Regions from separate parts of the Xenopus laevis genome. Here region 2 is linked to region 1. A link is a contact called in public Hi-C data. All regions are on one chromosome and are shown on one strand. Each heading gives the region's core, a stretch centred on a gene start, on an enhancer-like site or on the middle of the called end of the contact. The rest is flanking DNA. Distances are from core to core; before and after follow the strand shown.

The links. A called contact is a pair of places that touch in the nucleus more often than the background predicts.
Region 2: a Hi-C map of the XTC cell line shows a contact between it and region 1, with 3 times the contacts expected there. The contact joins the promoter of cox15.S here to the enhancer-like site in region 1. A contact is called at or near these places in 3 of 4 Hi-C or Micro-C datasets (the XL177 cell line, the XTC cell line and animal cap).

The regions. Positions count from the first base shown.
Region 1 is chr7S:25,967,655-25,974,510 of Xenopus_laevis_v10.1, forward strand. The region is part of intron 4 of dnmbp.S (dynamin-binding protein); the gene reads left to right. All of the region lies in intron 1 of LOC108697464 (a long non-coding RNA gene), which reads right to left. Among protein-coding and RNA genes, the nearest start is that of LOC108697464, 8.4 kb to the right of the region's middle. Within about 2 kb of position 2,992, at least 1 of the 7 cell types and tissues checked has an H3K27ac peak or open chromatin away from gene starts, as enhancers often do.
Region 2 is chr7S:26,036,520-26,043,375 of Xenopus_laevis_v10.1, forward strand. cox15.S (cytochrome c oxidase assembly protein COX15 homolog) reads left to right here and starts at 2,547. Exons shown (of 10, transcript XM_018227517.1): 1 at 2,547-3,060.

The DNA of each region.
Region 1 (6,856 bases), core at 1,742-4,241:
TACTATTGTCCCTGTGTGTGACCTGCTGCGAATTGTGACCTACATGTCCTCCTATAAATGATTATTCATTCTCAGAACTGTTTCAGATATTTTCTATTCTTTATTACAATTAATGTTGTGGTTGGACTTCAACTCCCGGCATCCTTAGTCACTCATCAGGAGGTATATTTTTCAGATACACAGAGCCTCTGTGATCAATATACTCTCTTATGTGTTTTTGTGCATACAATTTACCTTTTTGCAAATTATGAAAAAGCTCTCTATAGAGCAATGGCATCTCAATAGATAGCTGTAAATCCTATGGCTATTATTTGCAGATTAAGCCTGCTTTCTCACTAACTGCTAGGAAGAGCAGTGTACCCCACCCCCCTTTGTAAAGGGCCATGTGCTTTCAAATTGGAAGTCACAATTTATATACGGTAACATATGCAAACTATGATATTGATAGCTCTATAGCATTTATTCAAAAAATGATATAAAAAAGTAACGTATTTGTATGTTGTGCCCCCCACACTACAAGAAGAAGAACTTTTTTTGTTGTAACGTGATACTGTTGATTGGCTAACCGATCTTTATACTAGGTATGCAAAGAATCCACTATTTGGGGATTCATTCATGAGAGATTCAACCGAATACCAAATCCTTCAAGAAAGATTTGGCTGAATACCAAAGTCAGAATCCTAATTTGGATATTTAAATTAGGTATGAGTGGGTTAAAGAGAACACACTTTTTTTATGATGAAAACGCACATGATTTTAAGGATCAGATTTAGTTCAGCCAGGCACTTGGATTCCAACGAATCCTGTTGAATCCCAAACCAAATCCTGGCTAGGTGCATCCTTACTTTATATATGGACTAGACAGATGATATTGACTCATCCTTCCTGAGTCCTATTTGAAGGCATGGGCTCCGTTGCTCAAGTGTCCCACGCCAGGCCAAAAGGAGCGGGTGGTTCCACTTTCGCCGATCTAGGGTGAGCCCCACCATCCCCGCCCCCCGAAGGGGTTTAGGGCCGTTTGGACTCCCCTTCGCCTTGTGGCTAGGGGGAGTCCCGTCTACCCTGGGTTCTGCCAAAGCTTCCCCCATAGCCCAAAGGACTATGACACCCATCCAGTGGTGCACAAACCAAACACAAAAAAGGTGCTGGAGTGTGCGGGTACAATGCCATTGATTGCCTTGGTAAGGCGCCAAATGGTGGCCGGAAAAAGAAAAAACTTCCATAGCCCCTGACTAAAAATAAATCAGGCACCTCAATAATGGGAGCACAGCAACCCCACTTTCATCAAGCTTCCGCTTGCTTTGGATTCGGCTGAACCCCCTAATCCTTCGCGAAAGATTCGGCCGAATACCGAACCGAATCCGAATATGCATATGCAAATTAGGCTTGGGAAGGGTAAAACATTTTTTACTTCCTTGTTTTGTGACAAAAAGATTTCCCTACCTGTCCCTAATTTGCATATGCAAATTAGGATTCGGATTAGGTTCGGCCAGGCTGAAGGATTCTGGACTGAACTGAATCCTGGATTCGGTGCATCCCTAGAACATAGTGGTGTTATCTGTTAACCACTATTTAACCTGTGCCATATAGCCTTTTTTCAATTTCTGCCATTGCTATGCAAGCAGCTTGTTTATATGAACTACAGTAGTGTTTCTGAAGCAAACACATCAGTTTTACCAGTGCAGGGCAACAGTACATGATATTTTCATTACTTTGAAACATTTTAATTTTTTGAGGCTACTGTTCCTTTAATGCTGTTTCACCCGTCCCACAAGTCTATAAGTCAGGGATGTCCAACATTCCTGCAACCCTAGACAATTGGCTCTGTTCCTTACACCGCAGAGGGTAACTGTTTACAATTTGCAGTGACTTGGCTCAGTAATGAATTGCAGAAATGTTCCCCGTGTTACTTGATCATGTACTGAATTTAAATTTCCATTAGCTTTTATGTAATGCCACATGAGGTTACTAATCAGGCAATAAACATTCCCAAATGTCCCATCCACCTACCAATTTTTTTGCTATTGCCTGTACCTGGATAATGCATATTCGAGCATCAATTGCCTAACCCGCGGTGCACCATCAAGTGCAGGTGATTGCTATAGAAATTTTTAGGGGTGCAATTTCAGAGCATGTTTGCCCCCCAAGCTGGAAATTGCTGAAGTAACAATAGGCTCTCAACTGCTCCATGTTTCATTGCCCTAAACCTTTTAGTAAATTGTTTCAGATTATGTAAAGTTTAAAGTAGTGACTGTGAGCTAATGCATTGTCTGGCTCTTACAGGGGTTGTTCACCTTCAAACACTTTTTTCACTTCCATTGGTTTCAGAACAGTTCAGATCAGTTCATCATATATAAAGACTTTTTCCAATGACTTTCTATTTTCTATGCGTGACTGTTTTTCTAATATTGAAGTGTAAAGTTTCATTTTCACCTTCTAATGCAGCTCTGGTAGGTGGGGGTCACCGACCCTGTAAACTGTTCTAAATTGATATATTTAGTTGATACATTTGTTATCTTTGAACAGAATCCCTGCGTTTTATTAAAGGCAGCTGTTAGAACTGATACAATAGTTGCTAATACTCCAGAGATGCTGCTGAGAAATGTATCAACTAAATGTTGCAAAATTGTAACAGTTCAGAATCTGCACCTGAATTACTGAGCTGCCAGACTCAAACACCAGAGACACGAACATTCAACTTTAAACTTAGATTTTGGAAAAATGGTAAAAAAAAAAAAAAATGGAAACTAATTGAAAATGTCTTTATATCTGCTGAATAATCTGAAAACACTTTAACTGAAAAAAGTGTTTTGAAAGTGAACCATCCCTTTAAAATAAAGAAAAGTTTGTGATTACTGCTGAGACATGTAAATGGTATGGCACCATAGTGCTGCTTAATGCTGGTCATGTACCAAAAAGGCCACTAAGCTGAACAGTCAGTGCAATAATAGGATCTGCTACGTGTTCCAGCTGAGAATTGATGGCTGGTGTGCATGCTGCGTCAGGCTTGTAAACATTCCTAGTGCAGAAGGCTTGCATGAGTCTCACAGTGTTACTCACACACAAGCCTGGCACTGCTCATCAGCTTCTGTCTGATGCTGCCAACTTGCGGGAAACTACCAGGGCTCTTCTGACCTCAGCACATTTTGTTTTAATTCTTTAGGTAGGCAGAGAAAATGTACAGTAATGTTTTAAAGTTGGTACTTATTCATCAGGATGGCCTACTAGATTTAATTGTTCCTAGTTTATATTTGATCCATAAAATACCAGAATTAGTTATCTATATATCACTATTCTGGGGCCATACTACTTGCTAACTGATGTGTTGACTTTACATTACATAGCCATTACAATTTAAAACTATTGTAAATGTGGCCATACATGCTATCTGAGCAATTGGATTTCAGCGGAATGGATGGATTTTGTATGATGGACTCCCCCCCCTCCTGAAATAGGGATGGTGGGCCCTTGATATAAGGTTCTCTGGTGGGCACTTGATATAATGTTCTCTGGTGGGCACTTTATATAATGTTCTCTGGTGGGCACTTGATATAAGGTTCTCTGGTGGGCACTTGATATAATGTTCTCTGGTGGGCCATTGGTGTCCCAATCTGACACTGGATAGGCCAAACACGTGCATGGCCACCTGCATTGTTCTGTCAATTCATGCCAACTGCCCAAATGAGAAACAGCACTTCGAGCAGATCTTCTCCACCTCATTTTGGTTGACTGATCAAAATGTTCTGTCAGGACTGATAATCCTCCACCCTATAAGTTCCAAATGCCTTTATCACCCCTGTCCAACTGCCTTTGTCTTAATATGATATATTGTAGGCTCCGCAGAACATTTGTGTTAAGTGTTAAATTTCCACTCATAATCCAATTTTGATTGTCCTCAAGAATTGCAGGATTATTGGCTTTAACAGCCCATGACAGGCCATACATACCTTGATGCAGCCAGTGTGCTTAAAATTGACCTTATTATCTGACCAAATCTGGGCCAGTTTAAGGTAGCTTCTCCATGGTAAACTAGTCTAAAGCTGGTTATATATGCCAAGACTTTGTTGGCAAGTTTGGTTTGTTTAGACCTTAAGGTTGCCATAGACGTAACAACTACGATCTTTCTTGGAAAAGACCTTTCCAAAACAGATAATTCATTTCAATACACGGGTAGAGCTGAATTGTCTTATATAAAGGTAGAAACAATAGAATTCTACCTGTATCTGACAATTCAGCACTAAACATGGCCGATGTTTAGGTGCCAGATCAAAATTTTCTGCCTGGGCCAATCGAGGAGCCGACCAATATCCAAGTCTTCTGCCGATATTGGTCGGCTCGTCTCCCACCATTGTATTTCGTACAATAATATCTGTGCATCTAAGGCCACCTTTACTGTCCAGCAAACCATGTAGTTATCATTCAGTGCAGATAAAAGATTTTATCCGCTGGTATAATCAGTCTCTGACTGGGCTACCCAGAGCCTACCAGAACCTGAGTCAAGGGCCCACCACCCTGGCTACCTTATACCCACCACCAGTCCCTGCGTGCTGCCAGCCAAGGTGTCTGCCAATAAAGGTAACTTTAGCTAATCAAAACACATTTTTACCAACAACTGCTTATCACTTTAACCCTATTAGTAAATTCAGGAGCGATCCCAGGAGCACAAACAAGAGCCCAGAAATATAGATTCTACAACCAAGATTTTTTTTATATTCAATTTTGAAATCTGACATGGGGCTAGACATTTTGTCAATTTCCCAGCTGTCCCAAGTCATGTGACTTGTGCTCTGATAAACTTCAATCACTCTTTACTGCTGTACTGCAAGTTGGAGTGATATCACCCCCCTCCCTTCCCCCCCCCCAGCAGCCAAACAAAAGAACAATGGGAAGGTAACCAGATAACAGCTCCCTAACACAAGATAACAGCTGCCTGGTAGATCTAAGAACAACACTCAATAGTAAAAACCCATGTCTCGCTGAGACACATTCAGTTACATTGAGAAGGAAAAACAGCAGCCTGCCAGAAAGCATTTCTCTCCTAAAGTGCAGGCACAAGTCACATGACATGGGGCAGCTGGGTACTTGACAAAATATCTAGCCCCATGTCAGATTTCAAAATTGAATATAAAAAAAATCTGTTTGCACTTTTGAGAAATGGATTTCAGTGCAGAATTCTGCTGGAGCAGCACTATTAACTGATTCATTTTGGAAATTTTCTCCCATAACACTATCCCTTTAAGCCCTGTTCCCATATACAAGTGTATTTGGTTTTGTAACTTGTTCTTACCAAAGAACGTGAAGAGAAACTCTGTGGCTTTAGGAGCTCTGCATTGTAGTAAATATTAAAGGTATTTTTTCATTGGTTCATTTCAAAGAGACAAAGGGCTGTCTCCATGACAGCGAGAAATAGTAAACGACCGCTCTTTTGTTCCACCCGAATCTCTCCTCTCGTAATTGAGGCTTCTGAGGCAGAGAGGGGCCTCCACACACAAAGAGGCAGAAACTCTACACTTTAAAGAAACAATGTACATTTAAATCAGTGCTTCCCAGCCTTTCTCACACATCCGATCAATCCTGCTGCATTGGTCCTACAAATCAAACTTTGAAAAACTTCTTACATTAAAAAAGTCTATGTAAGACCACTTCATTTACAGTTGCATGTCTAAAAAAATCATAGAATTATTTTTGAAAAAGCATTCTGTATTGGAAATATTTGTTTTGCTGAGTAGTTATGTATTATGTAATGCTGCACTGTCATTGGTGATATAAGTAAATGGGCCTTTGCTCTGGAAACCAATCATATTTGCAGAATAACAATATGAGAACCTGCTAGGTAGACACATTGTATTGCATTCCGTTGTACCCTATGAAATACAAATAGAATGGCAAGCTGAAGGCAGGGGCTCTGTTTTATGAGCAAGTAGATATTAGGGGCTGATTTGCTGTTACAAATGCCTGTTTTCATTGTTTTACTTGTAGCTGGATGGAAAAAAAACTAAGCAGTGATTGGTAGCTATGAGTTAATTCCAAGGTGCAAATTTGCCCAGTGTTGATAAATGAGCTTGATGGACTGAATGCATGGGAATTTACGCACCCTAAACACCACTTTGACATGGCTGCCCTAGCATTTAGCAGAAGTGGATGAGCAGAAACTGATCAGCACTGCAATAAGATGACATTGCTGTATCCCAGGTTTGTCACATCTACAAAGTACAGCACAGGGTTGCAAAGTGATAAATAAATGGGAGAAAACAGCCTTATCTTTTGCACCCTGCACCACACTTTTCACCCTGGGTGCAGGTGTTTGTGGCCTAAAATACAGCCATAGACCTCTTATACCATAAACACACTATGGGGCAAATTCACTAACCTCCAAAAAGTCGCCAGCGTCTGCTTTGCTCACATCGCAACACTTCGCCAGGCGTAGATTCGACAGGACAGCGCTAATTCACTAAAATCCGAACTTGCGTCCAGGGTCCCCGAACGCTGATGAAATTGTGCTAGCGTTACTGTGGCAAGCAAAGCGAAGTTGCGCTAGCGTTGGCTAATTTGCATACGGCGGGAAGTTAAAGTTGAATGGACATATATTTTGCAGCAAATACATTTCACTACACAAGCCCAGGGAACCTTAATAAAAGCAAATAGAGTTGTTATATTGCCCTACACATGAGCCCACTGTATAATTTATGTGCCATATGTTAGAAAATGTAGGGGGAAGCCGGTTACCCCAGAAAAAATTTACGATCTTTTGCAGCCTATCACCCTGAAAAATGAAAAGTCACCAGCATTTTTTGGGACATTTTTTGAAAAATGTTCAACTATTTTTTAAAGAACTCCTATCTACTCTATTGCACCT
Region 2 (6,856 bases), core at 1,297-3,796, 68 kb after region 1:
GGGAATCTCAACCCCTCACTTCAAAAGAATACGTCACTTGGATGAGTGGTGAAAAATTACTCAGCAAGTCAAGTTGCTTAAATAATCTTTGTCCAGTGTTATAATCTGAACTCTTCCTGTTTTTTATTGCATGCAGAATTTTACATTTTACCCAATATTCAGACATGCGTATGTACTTTTTTTAAGATTTGTAAGTTTTTAATTTTTAAGATACTAACAGCATTTCAAAAATGCCATGTTGCTTTTACTCATACTTCATACTTGCTACCATACCCTCCAAAAGCCTACAGTTTCTTCTACAGCTGCTCTCTTCTCTAATGCAGTTCCATTGTCTCGTTGTACTGAAGAGGATATCTATATCAACTGGAGAAAAACTGGCAAAAAAAAACTTAGACACATCTACCCACTGGGACAAAAGGAACATGGCTTTTTTTTAGAATCATTACAAGTCAGTATTGTATATATATATATATATATATATATATATATATATATATATATATATAAATATATATATATATATATATATACACACTAGTATACTGCACCAAAAGTGAACTGCATTTAATGCTGTAGAACAAAAATATTATTTCCCTATTTGTTATAGTTTATACAGGAGCAGTTCCACCTCCTTGTTGTAGCTCCCACCCTTTAAAGCTATAGTCAGGTGATCCCACTGGTGTCTAATAAACTAGATTGTTATTAATAGGGAAAAAAGATAAATATATAGGAAGCCCGGTATATTTTACTAGACAAGGTGGCAACCCTAGTTGCCACAGAAAAGGTGGCAACACTAATCTCAATCCAGACCAGTTTCTACCCTAAGCACAGAGCATGGTTCCAATATGTATGACTTTAGCTGGTAGTCGGACAATGCTATTTGTTTCATATTTACCGCCTACAGGCGTCTGTAGGTTATAAATCAGCTGTCTATAATAATAATAATAATAATACCCTGACACATAAAACTTTCCAAGGAATAGCAGTTTATTGTTTATCCCTTAGTGAGGCCCCATGTCTGTCTGTAGTGTTTAGTATTACATGGACATTCTACATTCTACTCTAACTCTACTTCTACTACTTTCCCACTCTCTGTTGGAGTTCCTCAAGGCTCTGTTCTTGGCCCCCTGCTGTTCTCGCTCTATACAACTTCACTAGGAAAACTCATTCAGTCATTTGGACTTCAGTATCACCTTTATGCTGATGACACCCAACTCTACTTATCTACTCCTGATCTTTCTAATTCTGTCCTTTCCCAAGTCACAGACTGTCTCTCTGCTGTCTCCTCCTGGATGTCACAGCGCCACCTGAAACTGAACCTTTCTAAAACAGAACTCATTATATCTCCTCCAAGATCTTCCCCTGTCCCTCAGATAGCACTCACCGTAAACAACACCACCTTTCTTTCCACCACACAGGCACGCTGCCTAGGAGTCATCTTAGACTCTCATCTGTCTTTTTCACCACACATTCAAACACTTGCAAAATCTTGCCGTATTCAACTGCGCAACATTGCTGGAATACGACCATATTGCAGTTCAGAATCAAATAAAACACTGATTCAGTCTCTCATCATCTCCAGCCTTGATTACTGCAACTTACTCCTCACAGGTATCCCAACAAGTCACCTTTCACAACTCCAATCTGTTCTAAACACGGCCGCTAGACTCATTCATCTATCTCACCGCTCAACATCAGCTGCTCCCATATGTATGTCCCTTCACTGGCTCCCAATCTCTTCTAGAATCAAATTCAAATTACTTACACTTACATTCAAGGCCCTTAATAATGAAACCCCTCCCTATATTTCATCTCTAATCTCCAAATACACTCCTTCAGGAAACCTTCGCTCTGCTTCTGATCTTCGCCTCACTTCTCCTCTGGTCACTTCTGCCCATTCTCGTCTACAAGACTTCTCTCGGGCTTCTGTTTTTCTCTGGAACTCTCTGCCACAAGCTGTCAGACTTTCTCCTTCTTTCCAAATTTTTTAAGCGCTCCTTAAAGACCCATCTGTTTAAAGAGGCCTATTCAATGTACCTTAATTAATCATTGCTGCATCAAAAATGACAAAATGTTTATATAAACCTAATGTCTCAATTGTACCCTAACCTTTAGTTTGTAAACTCTAATCTCTAGGTCCTTCTAACCCTATTGTACTCTGTAATCCTTGTTTGTTATACACCATTTATTCCCTGTTTGCTATAACTGCAGTAAAGCACTGTGTATCTTGACAGCGCTATATAAATGATGATGACTAGGTGCTGTAAACACCACATAATAACAGGAGGCATGGGAGTTTCAAAGTGGACAGTAATTAAATGCAAAGCAGCACGAGTAGAACGTGACATGTCTGATATACAAACTGGGCTCAACCACACAACACACTCGCAGCAGCAAACTGCATGTTTACTATACCTCCCAAGCTCACCACCATCCCTCCCTACTCCCACCCTCACACTGTCACGCCCTTCCGCCTGCTGTCTTTTTATTGGATAGTGTGTTTAGGGTCCTACGTTTCTGCAGGGCGTGCATTAATACCAAGGCTACTTCTCATTTGACGATCGAGACTTCCGTGTTCCCTTGGATTGGATATACGCCTCCCCAATGAAATTCCTATTGGACGACATATTCATTCTGATGGCTTGATTTGTTAAATCTAATTGGAGTCTAAATTCTGCATTTGACTTTTCGCTAGATGTAATCTCCGCTACAACGCATTCATTCCGAGTCGTGTTCTCGCTGCTGCGTTATGCTACATTTCCCTGGGCACGGGGCTTTTATCCTCCTTCTTACTATGACTTAAACGAGATACACACGTTTCAGACAAGGTTACGTTTGCGACGTCTTACGTAAGGGTACGTCACGAATATGGCGGCGCCCATGAGTGACATTTCTCCACTGTGTTAGTAGCTGCAGAGGGAGGACTAAAAACTCGCTTCTTGTAATGCGCATGCTCCGCGTTTTATAACCAGAGACTGCTCTTGTACTGGATCTGCATTCTTACAGCACCAGGCAGGGATCCATGTTTTTTTCTTTTCAGCACTTGGAGTTCAGTAGCCTGTAAGTATTATCAAACTGGCAGCATCAATTCAGCCTAGCCCAGCTGTACCCTGGGAAACAGTAAGCTCACTTTAAAGGGGATCTGCACCCAAGGACAGTTCTTTTACTCAGCTTACCTCTAAGCAACTTAATGAGAGGCATCAGTTTAGAAATGAAATGATTTCACAATTATGTGCGAGTGAAGCTGTTACCCATGTCTGTATTTTTGTAGTGATACTGCACTACTGGTTCTGACTCCTGAAACAACGAGGGCAGCTGGCAGACCTGCTGGATGCTTTTTGCTGGGTAGCTTCAAGAGTCAAACATTTTGTGCAGTTAACAAAAAACTGTTTTCCGTGGATTTAGATTTAGAAAAAGGGCTAAACTCAACGGGAGAGTTGGATGAAAAAAACATCCTACAGGTCTGACGTAAATGCAACAGTTGGGACTGATATAAAAAGCGGATGTGTTAGGGATAATCTCCACAAACGCTTTTGTCGGATGGTATTGGATCGACAAAATGCATCTGACAGATGTGGTCACGTGGGTCAAAATATAACGGGACTGATAGAAAAATCTGATGTGTAAACTACATGAAAAATTTTTCATCCAACTCACCTGTCGGGTGGGAGCACAGCATGCTGTGTCTTCATCAGACAAGATAATGACTGAAGGTGTCAAAGACTTTTTTTTTATTATTATTGAAATACATTGACTGTAGGATGTAAACACAGGACTTTATCTGATACCAGCTTTACTTTCTAATTATGGGAGAACAGCATCCTATAAAATGTTATGCTGTTTTATATCATCAGCTAAAATTTGACCCACAAAATTTGATCAAAATTGTCCATGGAGTTTTATCATAAACTACATGAAATATTTACCATCTGACACGACTAGTGCATTGGATGGAATGCAGCATGCGTCTTCATCTGATTAAAACTGAAATATATTAACTTATCAATTGTAAATGCTTGAACAAAAGACTTCATCTGACTTTGGGTAGGACTACACGGATGATTTTGGAGCGATCTGAAATAAGTTAAGTGAATGCATTGTCGAATGAAGCAGCGTTGATCCGCCGTGGCGCCACGGATGCGACTTCATCCGACAATGCATTGATTTACCGCATTTTCTGCTTGATAATTTGCGACGACCCCTAAGCTTAGCTTCTCAACAGCTGCAAAGAGCCCAGTGAGCATGTGAGTTTCGCAGACACTTTCTAAGATGGTGACCCCCGTGACAAGTTTGAAGCCCTGGATCATTGCTGCTATTGACAAGCTGAAACTTTAGGGTAAGGGCAAACGGGCAGAATAGTCCCCCCGTCGACAAATCTCCTCTTCTTCAGGACAACAGTCTCCCCGAACTGCCTTCCTGCCGGCCTGAATGAAAAATCGCCATAGAGATGGCACTCGCGGCATTTCGTTTTCCTCACGAGTTGCCGGGTCGATTAATCTCCCTGAATCTGCCCGTGTACCCTTACCCTTAGGCTGGTGCAATAAGTTCATTATATAAAACATGGAATTTTAGCCATATTCATTTTTAGGGTTTAGTTCTCCTTTAAAGCCTAACCTGATTTTAATGCTAGATATTCACTGTATTGTTTTATTGTATGATAAGGTAATCTTTTGTTCCTAGTCCAATCTATTATTTAAACTTCATACCAATCATATTGGTGTCTGATTTTGCAAAACCAGATATTGTAGATTGTTTAGAGTAATAGGGCTCCTTTACAGCAGCTTTCCTTGAGAGTACTGTGGTGATCAAAATGCCCATATGGCACACAATAATTTGGGGACAGGAAACCTGCTTTTTTTTTCACCACTTCTTATTTGAGGCAACTGTTCTCTGTACTGTGCTTCCTAAAAACTGCTATGTCATGGTGCATAAACAGTTTTCCTTACCTGCTGAGCATAAGACTCTACAAACATCTTTATTCTGATTGTGCTGGATATTTGCTGGCTGAGTGTCCCATATCTGAGCATTGCTTCTTTTTTAAAGGGGATGTAAAGGCAACAAAATAAAATCCCATTTTTACCATCAGAAATGCTGGAAGCAACAATTTGTCTGTTACCTAAACCGAATAAGGATCACACTGACCCACAAAATTTTAGACCAATTTCCATCATTAATGTTGATATGAGATTATTGGCTAAAATTATGGCTAATAGATTAAACAAATATATGCCAATGCTAGTCCACCCGGATCAATCCGGCTTTATCCCGCATAGACAAACTTCGGACAATATAAGGAGACTCATTAGTACCATAGATTATGTTAATTCAAAAAACTTGCAAAGCATCATTTTATTATTAGATCTTAAAAAAGCTTTCGACTCGGTAAAATGGTCACATATATATCACGTCTTTCGATTATTTGGTATTAAAGGTAACTTTATCAATATGATACGGGTGCTCTATTCAAATCCGACTGCTAAAATTAAATGTATGGGTCTCCTTTCTCCTAATTTCCCTATTTCACGAGGTACGCGCCAAGGCTGTCCTCTTTCGCCACTAATATTTGCATTGGCAGTAGAACCCTTGGCCCAGCTAATTAGGCACGATCAAAACATTAGTGGAGTCCGAATTAGAGATGAGGAATTTAAAGTGAGCCTTTATGCGGTGATATTTGTTTAACTATTACCAGACCTCAGACTTCTCTTCCTAATTTGTTTGCTTTATTGGATAGATTTTCTTGTATATCTGGCCTAACGGTAAATATTTCCAAATCCCAGGCAATGCCATTGAATACTCCCAAACATGTGGTTAAACTTTTGGAGCTTAACTTTCCATTCGTCTGGAAACATTCTTACATGGAATACCTTGGAGTTAATATCACATCTGCTTATACAACACTATACAAACACAACTACCCCACATTGATTAAGAAATTGACTAAGGATCTTGAAGAGTGGTCTCGATATGCCATATCGTGGTTTGGTAGAATTCACGCTGTCAAAATGACTCTACTACCTAGAATATTGTATAGATTTTGTACGTTACCAGTAACAATTAAAACCAAAGATATTGCTCACCTTCAAGGTAACATCAATAAATTTATTTGGGCACATAAACCACCACGTATAAATAAGCGTACCATGTATAGACTCCCTACGAGTGGGGGGGGCTAGGTTTGCCTAATTTATTAATGTATTACAAAGCTGCGAGAATCTCCCAGACCACGCAGTGGCACCTACCACAAAGTGAGAACCGATGGGTCCAATTAGAAACACTGTTGACGTATCCTATCGATTTATCATTTTATTTATGGATGGATAAAATACACATTAAGTCTCACCCAGTAACTAGCTCAATATTGAAGCATACTATCAAAACATGGCATGATGTTTTGCAGCAATTTCAATTAGCAGTGAGTCATAGCATTCTTATTCCATTACATAATAATCCACTTTTTCCCCCGAGTTATGCTACCACCGTGTTTAATTGGTGGAGGGAACATGGCATTAATAGAGTTAAGGATATGTTGCTAACAATGGGCGTTAAATCGTTAGAATACCTACGATTTACTAATACTCTTCCCGACAAGGAAACGTATAGATATTCTCAATTAGCCCACTTTATAAAGTCAACTGATACCTCTTTTAAGAGCAGACCACCTACATTACTCGAAACCTGTTCTCAACAAGCGGGGAAAGTAAAAGGTACAATCTCACTGGTATACCGACATTTAGTGTCGATGAATATTGAGGCCCCTTTGAAATACATGGCAGATTGGGAAACGGATTTGGGACACTCATTTTCTCAGCAAGAATGGAATGGGATTTGGAATACTATATCCAAAATCTCCCCTAAT